Linked DNA regions of Gasterosteus aculeatus: region 2 is linked to region 1. Evidence: chromatin contacts called from public Hi-C data. All regions are on one chromosome and are shown on one strand. The core of a region is the stretch at or near the end of the contact, and the rest is flanking DNA. Distances in the headings are between cores, read along the strand shown.

What was found. A called contact is a pair of places that touch in the nucleus more often than the background predicts.
Region 2: a Hi-C map of skeletal muscle shows a contact between it and region 1, with 2.7 times the contacts expected there. The contact joins the promoter of qsox1 here to the enhancer-like site in region 1. A contact is called at or near these places in 2 of 6 Hi-C or Micro-C datasets (both in skeletal muscle).

What each region holds. Positions count from the first base shown.
Region 1 is chr8:16,690,909-16,697,688 of fGasAcu3.hap1.1, forward strand. It overlaps acbd6 (acyl-CoA binding domain containing 6), which reads left to right. Exons shown (of 9, transcript XM_040183945.2): 6 at 1,875-1,980; 7 at 4,603-4,692. Among protein-coding and RNA genes, the nearest start is that of xpr1a, 9.8 kb to the left of the region's middle. Within about 2 kb of position 2,608, at least 1 of the 9 cell types and tissues checked has open chromatin away from gene starts, as enhancers often do.
Region 2 is chr8:16,747,710-16,754,742 of fGasAcu3.hap1.1, forward strand. qsox1 (quiescin Q6 sulfhydryl oxidase 1) reads right to left here and starts at 5,751. Exons shown (of 13, transcript XM_040184382.2): 1 at 5,194-5,751; 2 at 4,317-4,417; 3 at 3,116-3,164; 4 at 2,917-3,019; 5 at 1,839-1,929; 6 at 1,555-1,700. The coding sequence starts at 5,488. It overlaps cep350 (centrosomal protein 350), which reads right to left. Exons shown (of 37, transcript XM_078108436.1): 37 at 6,187-7,033.

The DNA.
Region 1 (6,780 bases), core at 1,358-3,857:
CTAAATACACGTGTCTGTTGTGTGCGATTGTACATTTCACACGTGAGCTTATTTTGGAAGTTGTGTGTTTAATATAACCGTACACTACATTAGACTCACGCTCGCGCTTTATAAATGTGAGGATGTGTCATGCGCCCGTCAGGCCGGCCCCGTCCGACCGTCGACGAAAGACTGATGAGCTGGCCTATTGATTAGTTGCCGGGGAGACGGATGGTGGCCACACATCAGGGACACTCGGGGTCACCGTGGGCATCAGAGGAGGAAGTGGGTGTGGCCCAGCGTGGAGGCTCATGAATAAACATAGCGCTGGTAATCAGGAGTATGTAAATGGATGTGCTCATACATAACCCAGCAGTGATAAAAGTGTAATGAGTTATTCATAATCCATCACGGGCTGATGAGGAGATGGCGGGAAGAGGGAGGGGAGGGAGGAGGGAGCCGGGGGGAGATAAAGCGTGTAGATAAAACGATGAAGAAAGGGAAGTACAGCGGTTCATTAAAGAACAACCGGCAGAAGAAACTTTTGTTTGTGTAACTTCACCGCAAACAATGAAAAGTGCTCATCGTGAGTAAGATGGTTTTATTTCCACTGTGGGGAGTTAGGAGTTGATCCAGCTGTGTACGTAGAATCCTCTAAACTTTGAAGTGTTAAGCCCACATCCTGTCACATCTTTAATTGCGATTAATGTAGTTCGGAGCTGACTATCTATACAAAAACCAACACAATGTTGTGTGAAATAGCCTGTCTGCTCTATTCCACTCATTCCACCTCTTTTACATGCAATTGTAATGAGTTTTGGGGTAAAGTTGGCCCTTTATTTCAGGCAAAAACATGAAACCTTTTTTGCATTTTTTCTTCCCAGCCAGACCGTCTGAGTTGTTCTGATCAGAGCGCCGTACGGGAACTGGAACCCTAACTACGATAGTTGTTAAGACCACCTACTTGACTTCCCCAGTCATAATGGGACAACAGCCCACCGTATCCCCCAGTGTGTCGAGGGCCAGGTGTATGCTGGGGGATTCGTGAAGCCCGGCGCAGTGGAGCGACGGGCGTCACAGGCGGGAACTGGGCGCTTTTGGCACTTGGGGAGGACTGACTTACCGCGTGGGAGTGGGAAAGCGGCTGGGATGCGGCGTCTCTATCAGACAATAGGGCACTAAATTCAATTAATCTGAATGGCCGGCAGGAGGGGGAGGGGAAGGCGTAAAGCTCTAAATGAGATTTAGCCCCTTCTCTCCCCTTCACCCAACAGCCCACCACCCCTGCACCCTGCTCCCCCCCCCCCTCCAGCACTCACTCCTGTCCCCAATGCCAGGAGGTGATTAGAGACAGAGATATAATCAGAGGTGGGATAGGATGTGCGTGGTTGCGTGTGTGTCGCGTGCCAGTGTTCCCGCGGGAGGTGGCACGTGTGGCTCTGCTGCCTGTGTGTGTGTGACACAGAGAGACCAGTTGTGTGTTTGCGTTATCTTTTACGTCTGTGCCGTTGACGACTAAATGATCTAGTAGCACGGCGTGGCTTTCCTGGGCGTCGAAGGTGTTAATGCAGTTAAAGGATCGCTTCACACAAATGACAGAAAACGTATTTTCTCAGTTTACGCTGGATCTTAGAATACATACTGTCCCCATTAATCTGGTTGTAAGTAGCTCCGATGAGAACTGCTCGCAGTGAGGTTTGTGGATTGTTCAGAGCAAACAGGACTGAATGTGTAAAAATACCTCATCCATTCACCTCCATTGTGGGGCTGGAAGCTCCTCAAATCTCACACATATCTCAAAACATAGGAAGTCATCTGATTCTTTATCCACAAACGGAAAGAAAATAATGAAGTGAACTGTGTTCTCCTCGTGCCCTTCTCTGTGTCCCTCCCAGGGAAGAGGATAGGAACATCTTTGACTACTGCAGAGAAAATAACATCGACCACATCAGCAAGGCCATCACCTCCCAGAAAGCGGATGTCAATACTAAAGACGAAGAGGTAACTACGGAGCGCACTGCCGAGAAATAAGTCAATGGAAACGGTACTGATGCCATGTGAGAATGGCTGTTTAAAAGTTTACCTTTCAAGGATGTGTAATTGCCATGACAACACTGTCATGGCAGTGTGTCGGTATTGGGCAACCGGGGGCGGAGAGGATGGGGAATTTATCCATCCTTGGGATCCATTCTCAACCCCCCCCCCCCCGTAGCAAAGCACAGAGTCCGTACACTCCGCAGCGTCATTGGTATGTGCTTTTACCCCTCGTGCAGGAGGGCCGGTTGAAAATGACCAGAGTATCCCAAAAAAATGTACAGGTCACTCTGGGACGGCTCACGCTGCTCTCTTTGTGGTCGTTACGTCACGGTGTCAACGATCCCGACCACCTGCACGCGGGAACCGCTCCGCCGGCCGAGACGAGTAAATGGTGTGAGCAGCTTTTACCACGGCGAGGTGTCTTCTGGATTGACCGTGGTATCCGTTCATCTGCCCCCGATTCGTCATCGGCCAGGCCAAACGGCTCACCCCCCTTGCCTCCCTTTCATCGCAGCCGTTCTTCAGATGAGCGGGCTGTCGGCCCGCGGGTTCCCAGTCAGAGCCCAGATAGTCGAGGCACCTCGGCACAGAGAGCTTTGCGCGTCCGTTGTTGTCGTTTGTGCTGCTGCAGCGCAGCTCGCCCGACAGCAGAGGGCAATGGTGAAGTAAGTTTCGAAAATCAGCAAGAAGCCGGATATTTGAGCAGGTGGCCAAATATCTACCTGGGATACATGTATTTGTAGGTGTGGAAACCAAATCTAATATAATGCATTTCTATTGGAGGCGTGTGGAAGACGTGCACGGCTGATGAACTCATCCTGAAAATACAATTTTTTAAAAACTGAAAAGGAGGTAAACAAAAGGAGTTATTCATTGATCAGAAAGGATTGGTGATTAAGCCCAATAAAAACATCAACAGTAAACGTAATTCGATAAAACATTTATGGAAGGTGTGTACTTCTCATAAATGGAAAGGAGGACATCATATTATTTAGTAGGTAATTAATATAAAAGTGGTATTAGTAGAAATAAACATATTTAAGTAATACTTAAAGGAATTGTGGATGGAAGTATTTCGATTGTGTATTGCTGAAAGTGTGCGCTCAGATGTTGAATTGTCAATCAAGATAATCATCGTGTATAGTTATGTGGTGCATTCCTTCAGTGTGAGAGCTGCTGGCCAGTTTATACAGTACCAGTTAAAAGTTTGGACACTTCTCGTTGAAGTGAATGAGAAAATGACCACAAATAACCCAAATGCTCATTTTTATATCATAAACAATAAACTGCAAACGTCTTTGAATCGGTTCATTGGAAGCACAAACCTATCATCACAGGAAGGTTTATTATTGACCACAATCGTGCAATTGTCTCTCATAAACATCCAATATTCAACATATATACACATAAAACAGTTTACTGTTTGTTTGGTATAATTAGGAAAAGTTTGCATAACTGTACGTTTCCAATGTGACTTTAGCATTATATCACTGCATGTATATACGCTGGATACTTTCGGTTTCCCACAAACTCAAACATGCCAAACCACAAGTGTGCATCGACGCAGAGCCGAGGGGGGAGAGGAGAGGGAGAAGGGGAATGTACATACATTTAGCGTACACTGACCAGGTGTGCTTGATGTGCCCGTTTGTGTTGCTGCTTAGAGACGTTCCTCCCTTTTACCGCTGTAACGGCCGATCTTTCTTAACAGCGATGCTTCTCTCCTCCCTTTCAAATGAGGATAAAGGAGGCTTTTAGTCAGCTACCCACTCGAGTGGAGAGTGCTTAACATTTATCACCTGTGGTTTACCTTCCTGGATGGGACCATTTCCGCTCTAATCAGAACAAACTCTTCTCAATGCCCGAACTGGCTCGCACAAACTGAATGTTTCTCTTAATAGTGTTTTCTCAGCTTTAAATGCTGCACATGTTCCATTTTATACATTCAATGTTTTATTTAAGCAGCCCACTTCATTTGTGTGTGTGTGTGGGGGGGGGGGGTCTTCTGGAATAGTAAACTCTGGTCTTCAGGGAGGATGTTGCCAGCAGTCAGCAGCAGAGACACCTGGGGAGGGGAAGGGGAAGGGGGAGGGGGAGGGGAGAGAGCGAGAGACTTATTGGTATTCTGTCCCGGCGCACAAGTTTCCATTTTAACAGGCAGCCTTGGTGATCAATATGATTTAAGGAACAGAATTGAACTTGGAGAGTTTGCTTTACCTAATTGGCCCCACTGAAAAATGAGCTTGCGTGGTTTTATTAGAACAAGGATCTTGGACCTGAGGAGTAGTCTGTGTGTGAGAGAGATCGAGTCGTGGATCAGAGGGCTTCTCCTAATTTGAGTCTCATCCATCAAGCTTTACAGATGTGTGCAGGTGACTCGTCAGCCTGTACTCCAACCTCCTAACTGCACTTCTTTGCTCACATGTTCACGTCAAACACGCGTGTCGTAGAAGTTGACTTTGAGGAGTATGCGGTAGGGGAATGTGCACTATGCATTTCTGGTGTAAATATGAGACATGAGATAAACAAGCCAGTTTAGTTTTCCTTCCAACCTGTTCTTATGCTGCCACGTGCACTTGTTCACAGGGTCGAGCTCTGCTGCACTGGGCCTGTGACCGAGGACACAAGGAGATGGTTTCTGTATTGTTGCAGCACAAAGCAGACATCAACAATCAGGTGAGCTGCGTTTTGCCTCTTTCTGTGATAATTAACTGCTAAATCAATGAGCCAATACGCCAAACAAGACACTAATTACCCAGAACGTCAAGTTATTGCCATTAAAGAGCAAAAGTCGGGCGTCCAACTTTAGGCATTCTAGTTTCTATTCATTTTATTATTTTTGACGTGCTATATGGGCTGAAAGCGCCAGTGTTGCTCTTAAGCTTTTGAAAGCCTTCAACGAAGAAACCGCCAATGGGGAAATAACTTTGTAGAACGACCACTCGCACATAATTGGGACCAGAGTTTGGATCTCGATGACATTTTGAGATTACACCTCAGCAAATGCATGAATTGAGAGCTGCAGTCAGTTATTTTTAGGTGGTGGCAGAACATCAACATTCATACAGTGCAAAGTTTCACCCTGGGCTCTGCTTCACCAGAGCACTTTAGCATGTTTGTTTGATCCTCTGAAGTTAAAGATGATCCGTTGCAACATTTGTGTTTTAACGTATAACCGAAGGATTTAGGGTGAAATCTCAAGGTTGCAGGAGCCGTCTCGTTTATTGCAAGAAGTGTTATGCACATGTTCACCTGCATGCTCAAGGCAAACGGTGACATCTCCAGGACTCCCAACTGCCCTTCTCTGCTCTCTCTCCCTCCCTCGCTCTGTCCCTCTCCATCCCGTCCAGAAGGTCACCTTTAATTCACTTTGTGCCACAGACAAATCCCCCGGGGCTTTAGCAGACAGAGTTAGCCGGTGGCTAGCGTGGTGTTTTGCCTCCACGAGGTTTAGCAGCATCCAGGAGGGCTTTAGCTTTGGCGGTAAGCTGGCTCAGCTGCACATCGGAGAAATTACTCCACTTCCCTGCCCAGCGGCGCGACACAATGCAGCTCACTGGGCCGCACACGGAGGCTTTAACTGTAAGGCCGAATCAATTGGAAGTAATCAGGCAAATTGTTTTACGTTGCACAACCCACATAATCAGGACATTTCACAAATGACTTTCTCTTTTGTGGTCATGCATGGCCCCTTTTGTTTTGAATGTTCACGGGGAGCAAGGGGTCGTGGGCGGGGGGGGGATTTGTGGTGAATGGTTCATAAAAGACTCACCAGTGGGATAACTACAAAAAAACACTTCACTAATGATTTAGAGCCGTATCAAGATAATGACAGCGGAGGAGGATTGATGGTACGTGTTATCCTTTTGTAAGATGCACCCTCTTTACAGTCATGTATCTATTGGTAAAGTAGAAATTGAGAGGCCAGGGCGCCAGGACGTATCAGCGGGTAGCGATGGGTGGATGAAGTTCGGTAGACTTTTCATTTATATCGTTACCATCTTTGTCTGATTTGACTAATTTTTTTGGTTCTGAAAAGAGATAGATGGAAAAAATCCAATGCTTCTTCAATAATCTTAAATATTTTGCATTGGAGTGAACAGAGACAGGATGGAATAATCTAAAAGTCCTTTCAGGTGTGTTTAAATTATTTTAGGTTCTGCTTTATGATAGTGCCTTTTCCAGCAACTTTGTGAAGGATGGATAACAAGGGGGGGGGGGCATAATTTAGGTGTCCAAAGTGCAAACATTTCCTGAATTCGTGCATTCAGGCAATCAGGACCGTTTCACCTGCCTTCCTCACAGAGGTTGGAGGAAGTATTAAAGCCACTGGAGCCCTGCAGCGTTACTGGGGGACATTAGGCATCAGATTCATGAGGTGGCTGAGCGAAAAATACAGTGCGCTGAATCCCACCCCTCCCTCGCTTACAGAGCGATATGCTTGTCATTGGAACCTGCTCACGCTGCCTTTTGGTTTGTTTTTTTACTTTGGATAAATCTGCCAAGGAAAAGAAGTTAGACCACTGTTTTATATTAGAGAAAGACAAACACTTGATGGAGCAGCTTTGAGCTTTTGTCCTTTTTTCCTAAAGCTGCCACGAGAAACGGCGTATGGGGAGTTTTGTGTGTTCATGAGAGTAATAGAGAATGTTTGGGGTTGCTCGCAGGCTATTAGAGCGACCAGTAATCTCTCTTGACCTCTAGCAACTGCACAGCAACCAGTAAATAAAGATCAAACATGATTTATGCTTAATTTGTTGATTA
Region 2 (7,033 bases), core at 4,501-7,000, 60 kb after region 1:
TCGTAAAACTGGAACAGGATGGTAATAAGGAGGATGGATACTCGGGGCCCGCGCCTGCTCCCTCGCTCCCGGCCCGGGACTCAATTGCACCTGCGTGTCTGGTGGGAGTGTACAGATGTGGAGGGAGAGCCATTCATTCAGATCCCAAGGGCCGACGGGCAGGAAGGCATCAGGGTGGGCTGGGGGGGGTGCATTCACCTGGGACCAGCACACATTACATGCATGACGGATGTGAGACGCTGCTGCACACGCACACGCAGGCAGGCACACTCTGCTCTCCCAGGATCAATCAGACATTCAGTGATGATGGGAGGCCATCTGTTGCCGGGTGCGGCTGGGGCTTGTTTGGCAGGTGAAGCCAGAAAAGCAATGGCATTGTTTTCATGCAAGAAATTAAAAAACCTCCCCTCTGTACAGTGATGGAGATGAGGGGGGGTTGGAAGGGGAGCGATGAAGGGAGGGGGCTGAATAAATAAATCAGCAATAAATCATTTCCTTTTTGCATTTGTCAAGTAAAAAGAGTCCTCTTTGCATGCCAAGTTATTGAAGCAGCCAAACAAAGAGGGAGAAACAGCAGATGAATTTGCAGGATGAGGAACGATCAGCGCCGCTTTATGATAGGGAATAATGGGAGGGATTTTGATGCTCTGATCCCATTAGGAGGCCAGATGTTTAAAAGTATTCTCATGAATAGGGTTCAGATAATGAGCAGGGGATGAAGGTTTAGAAAGCAAAGTCGCGGCGTTAAGAACAATAGGAACCGAGAGGAAGTAAACTCGGCGTTTGTCTATTTCAGATGTTAAATGGAAGTTTCTGTAAAAAGGTTTGAGATGCTTTCCATACACATATATATAATATATTATAAATAAATGTACCAGGTATAGAAAATACAAGAGTAGCTCATGTTTCACTACCACCTTAACCATATCACATCCACCCGCTTTCTTTTCAATTTCAGTTCCTCAATAGACAACATCTATTTAGCCCACTTTTTTTTCCTTGCAGGTCTTTATCTATTTTTAATCCTCTCGGAATTGTAACAACATTTCTTTCTAACCCTAACCCGTTTTTAGCAGTGAACCTTCCTGAACTTCACAGATAACAATAGGCAGTACTGGACGTTCACAAGAAACACTAAGTCCATTGTTACATCCTGTAGGAGGTGGTGCTTGTTATTGTTAAGCCGTGGTAGCACTCGCAGTTTGACACGACCACAATGTAACCGCTGCCACTTGCATGTTTACACAGTGGGTCGGTCCGCTTTAGGGCTGTTCCAAAGCAAGCTATTGTGCAAAGAAACAATAAAAACCTTTAGACCGCCAGTTTGCATCGGCACCGACTTCTCCTACAACCACCATTGTGAAAAACTGGGTGGATTCACTCAAGTTGTATCGTGCACACCCACACAGGGGTTTTCACTCAGTCTGAAGACTTAAACATTTTGTTGTGGTTATGTTCGACAGGACTTGGAATCAAAACCGTAGAAACACGTGTGCATGCAGAAAAATTGTCAGGAACGCTGTGGTAGAGAGGAAGTGAAACACAGATTCTCACACTTTGAGTCTGGTGAAGTTGCCTCCAGCAGAGTAAAGGTAGCAGGAGGGAAACTCCGTCACTCCCAGTTTGTACACCAAACCTTCTTCGGTGCTCAGGACTCTCCGCACTGCGACGTTCTCAAACTGTAACAGGTCCAGGGTCACCTGAGGAACGGAGAACACGCAGAGTTAAAAAAAAAAATCATCCAGGTGATGTCCAATCCTCCTCAATCAACATTATAAGACATTTTCGCTTATTGGCTGAGAATCGGAGAGACGTTGGTTGGTGAGATGAGCCGTTACCTCTCGGCCGATGTAAGATGTGGCGTCCTCAAATATCAGAGCCAGGTGCTGGACGTTGTTGGTCTCAAAGAAGCTGTCGATCTCTGCTTGGCTGGCGAGAGAGAGACGAGCGGAACGTAAGAATTCAGGTGCGAGTTACGCAGAGGCGGGAAATGAACAGTTAGTTAAAACGGTTATCGATTAATCCCAAAGATCACATTCTGAGAAAAGAAGGAGGTCCAGGATTTTAAAGACAAAACAGGGAACCCTCTGGCATAACATCGGGTTAATTTCATTTCGGCAGTTCCTTTTACACATTTGAGTGGCCTGATCTCGTTGGTCCTCACACAATACTATTTTAATCTGAATGGCATCCTCACCCACAATCATAAACATTAAAACTAAATTAGTATCTGTTTTTTAATTAAGCTGTTAACACAAAACAATAACATACTTCATACTGCCACCTTTTCTGTTGAGAAAAGCAGTGAAACAGAAAGCATAAGGGTTCTTTGCAAAAGAAGAAAAAGGGGAAGAAGAAAATCTCATGACGCAACGGTACTTTCCCATCGGACCTAAAAAGAAAAATAAAGTGGATTTCCTGCTTCCTTTCATGTACCAAGGTAATAGACTGTGCGCAATGCCTGAACACATGTAAGGCAGTTTGTGGCCTGGTAGAGAAGATCCTGAAGACTTTACTTACTAGTGTAAACATTTGATTCCTCATTCTGTCACAAAAAAAACCCAGTGCAGCAGCTTTTGATGGCATAAGAGAAAAGTATGCAACTAAAATGAAGACAGTGATAAAAATGGGAGAAAAAATGTCACTAAATATGAAACCAGAATTCCAAACTGTTGTTTGTGGGATAGAACATGGAGTTCTTTACAAAGTGTCCGTACAATGCGGGTAACTAGGTTAAAAACTAAACAGTAGCATACAAATTTGCAAAAACATTACCGACGTGTTGTTAAATATCATTACAGAGAAATCATAATCAAAATCATAAGTGCAGGTCATCAATAGCGAGGACAGATTCAGAAGCGGGTGATTGACAGGTAGAGTAACGCTTCACAATTGGGAATGTGAGTGTGTGTTTACCTCGTGGGCTCCAGTGGGGGGCAGGCGGGGGGCCACGGCTCCTCGTGGCTTTCCAGTTTGTCTATGATCCGGTGACGGAGGACCCAGACTTCATGAGTAGAAGCTGGAGGTCAAATGGCATCAAGAGAAGGTTATGCTCAGTTGGTGATTATCACTAAGGACTACACGAGCAGTTGCTTGTGTGTGTGCGCAGTAGTACCTCTAAAGCTCTGTCCTTTAGAATCAGCCTTGGAATAAGCGTGGAAGAACTGCAAAGGGAAAGGGACAGAAGGTTTACGTTATGTAGGAAGTCGATGAAGGGAAAGAGAGAAGTGAGATCAGATGCGACGGCCCTCACACGGCCATGAGAAAAGCACGGTCATGTTGTGTAATGTTCGGTGGGGTGGGGAAGGGGCTGTGTGGGGGGGGCAGCTTGCCCCTCTGGGCACCTTGACCCCTAAATCCCTCCTGGTTAAAATGAGTCGCAGATGTTTCGGCTCCATTGTGCGTTCAAACAGAGGGGGCTCTTTGTTTCATTGGCTCTGGCTGGATGACGGAGAGGAGCGACTTTGAAACACACACTGCTGCTGACGCACGCACACACACACACACACACGGACGCACGTACGTACTCACACAGTTGCAGATACAGTATCAAAGACAATCCGTAACAGAGCTTCAACAAATACAGACAAATTATTTTAAAAATAAGCTGCTCTACACACATATTAGAATCTAATTAAATAATTAAAACAATATTACCTTTACTCACCTGTAGGCGGAGTAATACAACTGATGGATAATAGATTTGTCTTTGAACAATCAAAAAGAAGTGCTGAATAAATGTCAGTGTTCACCTGTAATGCTTCAGACGGATAAAAAAAAAAACTCCATCAACATCAGTTTTAGAAGTAAACTAGTTAACAACTTAAACATCGTAGAGAATGATGAGTACAAAATCTTGAATTCATCAAATACCTTTATAAAAGTACCAGCAAACACATATTCTGTTTCCACACATGCGTATCAACATTATGCTCTACGTGCTAATCGAAACCAAACGTAGTGTACACATGTTGAATGAAGGCAGCGCCGAGGCATGTTGGAGGAAGACTGTGAACATTCCTTATTTTATGGCTTCTGCAAAATAGAGATCAGCTCACCGGACTGAAATACAGTGGAGTACTTTCTGATGGATATTGTTTTCCTCCACGTAAATAAGGTAGAATAAGGTTCAAAGTTTTGATTCACCTGCACCTACTTCCTTCATTTCTTTTAATATAAGGACTAAAACTTTTTTTGATAAGAGTCACACATTTGAGGCTACGTTGACCATCTCTGTTAAATAAGTGGATCCTCCCGCAGCGGTTATCGCAAGAGGACACAGAATGTGGGGCTGCGTGTTATATTGTGAATAATACCTTGATAGTGGGGTAGGCTTTGATGCCGAAGGCGGTGCAGACCTTCCTGTTCTCCTCTGCAGCGCAGTCGATGGCTGCCAGGTCAACAGCCGGCTTCCATTCTGAAGAACAGACATGAAATACAGCCAAAGTAAATATTGAGTTTACCGTCAATGGCACCCGACCACAGTGGCTGAGGCCCCGGGGGCCAACGTGTATTTTGCAATCAACACTTCGGATTATAACATAACTTTGTATTTTTAGAAGAGGGCAAAAGGTCCACAAAGTGACGCTGGTGGGACCACGAAGACAGTTTCTACACTGCTGTGAATATTTGACTTCTTCATCAAGTTCATCAACATTTACTGCATATACTTCCGCAGATTAAGTGGTTGCCATGGCGATATCTTCTGCATGCAACCCTAATTTCTCTGGTATTCTCCTCGAATAACAGTGGATGCGGACCGTTTAAAGTCCAATTCCAATTGCAAAGCATTTAGTACCGAGACGCCAGTTGCCACAGTTGTGTGTGTGTGTGTGTGTGTGTGTGTGACTGAAATACACCGTGACTGCGTCGGGCCTCCTGCCATCATTACAGCCCCCTTTGCCCTCCACCATCATCCGAATTGTATTTCCTCTCACGGCGCTGTGATATTTATTCGGATATTTGACGGGACAGACACTCATTAGATCACACGCTCTAATTAACAGGTACAAACAACAGCTTGGTGTCCTCGCTCGTTTCCGTGCACATGAGGATAAATACAGCGAGTTGTAACCATGGCGATAATTAAGAGACTTGTGTCACGTGAATAAAACAAGCTCTGAAAGGCAGATAAGAACGCGTATCAACGGGAACGGAAGGTCACGGAACACAGCTGCGTGTCGTGTCACCAACCTTTAATGTCTCTCGCCAGACGTTTGTAAACTGGAGAAAAGGCGATGCAGTGTCCGCACCACGAAGCGTAAAATTCCACCAGCACGGCGGCCGTGGAGTTGATCAAAAGCGGCTCCACGTTGTCCGGACTCAGCGGGAGGAGCTGGTCGGTGGCGGTGTACAGCCCGGCCTCCGCGGCGGAAGGGAACAGGAGACAAAAACACAACCAAACCACCGCCGACGTCGCGCTCTTTCCGGCACTTTTGGGGATTTCTCCGGTGAACCGAGACGTGGCACCGCCGCGGCGCCGCGCCATCTTCCTCCCGCCCCCCAGCTGCGGCTGCCGAGCGTCGGTGTGGACGCACCGAGTTTTCACCTCCGCGTCACACCAAAGTTGACACAACTTTTCTGCCTCACTCTGCGAGGCGGCCAGCGGGCTTCATCGTGCTTCCTCTCTCCCTCTCTCTCCCCCTCCCTTTCTCTTCCAGTTTGGAGTTCTCGTCCTTTTAGAAAACACACCTCAAGGAACTAACCGACGCACGCGCACGGTTGTCATTTCGCCCCGATAAAGTCTGACACTTGATTTTTGACCCTTCGCGGCTTTTGTACAGGAAACAACTTGCAATAACCAGTGTTGTTATTAACGCTCACAAAGAGTTAAATCAACATGCTCATATTTGATATTTGTGGCAAAATATGTATTATATTAAAATACCAAGCAGTGAATCATTCACCCAATATTACTGCAAAATTAGAAATGTATCATTCTTAAATATCCCAGATATAGTCAAGACTGGTACATTACAACACTTTCTCTGTAATCGTATGATGCAAACTTCTGATATTGTGTAACTCCCACGTTCAACAGAGGAGCTGCTGCAATGGCTTCAAAATCTATATTTAAAAAGAGTTACTGATGTAAAATGTTAACATTTAGAGCGTTAGGACGAGATTCCTTGGCCTGGCATCAGTGCTGCAACACTTCAAACTACTAACCAAAACAAGTCAGATTACTTCAGAAACAATGGAAGCTTTATTTACAATTCATTTAGTTAACAAATATATATTTTGCACATATTTGCAAAGTATACAGTGTTTATCTTACAATCACTCAGGTTACAGTAACAGTGGGTCAGATTGAACACAGTATATTTACACCCATAAAAGAATTGTACACATCTTCAAGTGCACTTGGCGCACACTAACCGCACAGAATTATAAATATTCATCCACATTTTAAAAGATGAAGTGACAAATCTAGTGTAACTGGGTTAATTTAATAATCAAATCTTTTCCTTTTATTCAATCATTTATATCAATCTCTATTAAAAAGGGGAAGTTCCTCCACCTCCCCTTGGAGAAAACGGACCTCAGACGAGCGGATAGAAGCACCTCCATCCTACACCAGAGAGCCGTAAGCTCGTCTACGATCTCATCAACCTTCACACTCAGGAGAAGTCTGAGCCTTTTGGTCCATACGGCCGAAGCGGAGCACAGGACCAAGTACTGCATAGTTAGAGGGGATCTCCACTGCCTCCCACATACAATCAATTCAAGAAGACAATCCAAGAGGGTTTGCAATAAAGTACAGTTACATATGCCTTCAGCCCAGACTCACAACCCATACAGCATGAGAAATTCGTGTCAATGTTTTGGTCGTTTTCTACATTATACAAGTTACAGTTTGAGCGTGTACCTTAGAAAAACGTTTTACACCTCACGGGTTGGAAAACAAAAAAAATAGAGTTTTAAGGTTACTTCAGCTTCTTCAGAAGATTTAATGCACCGTCACGATGAGTTTGTACACGGTTGGATCCGAGGAGCATTGATTGCGGGGACTAAAGAAAGCCCTTTGATAAAG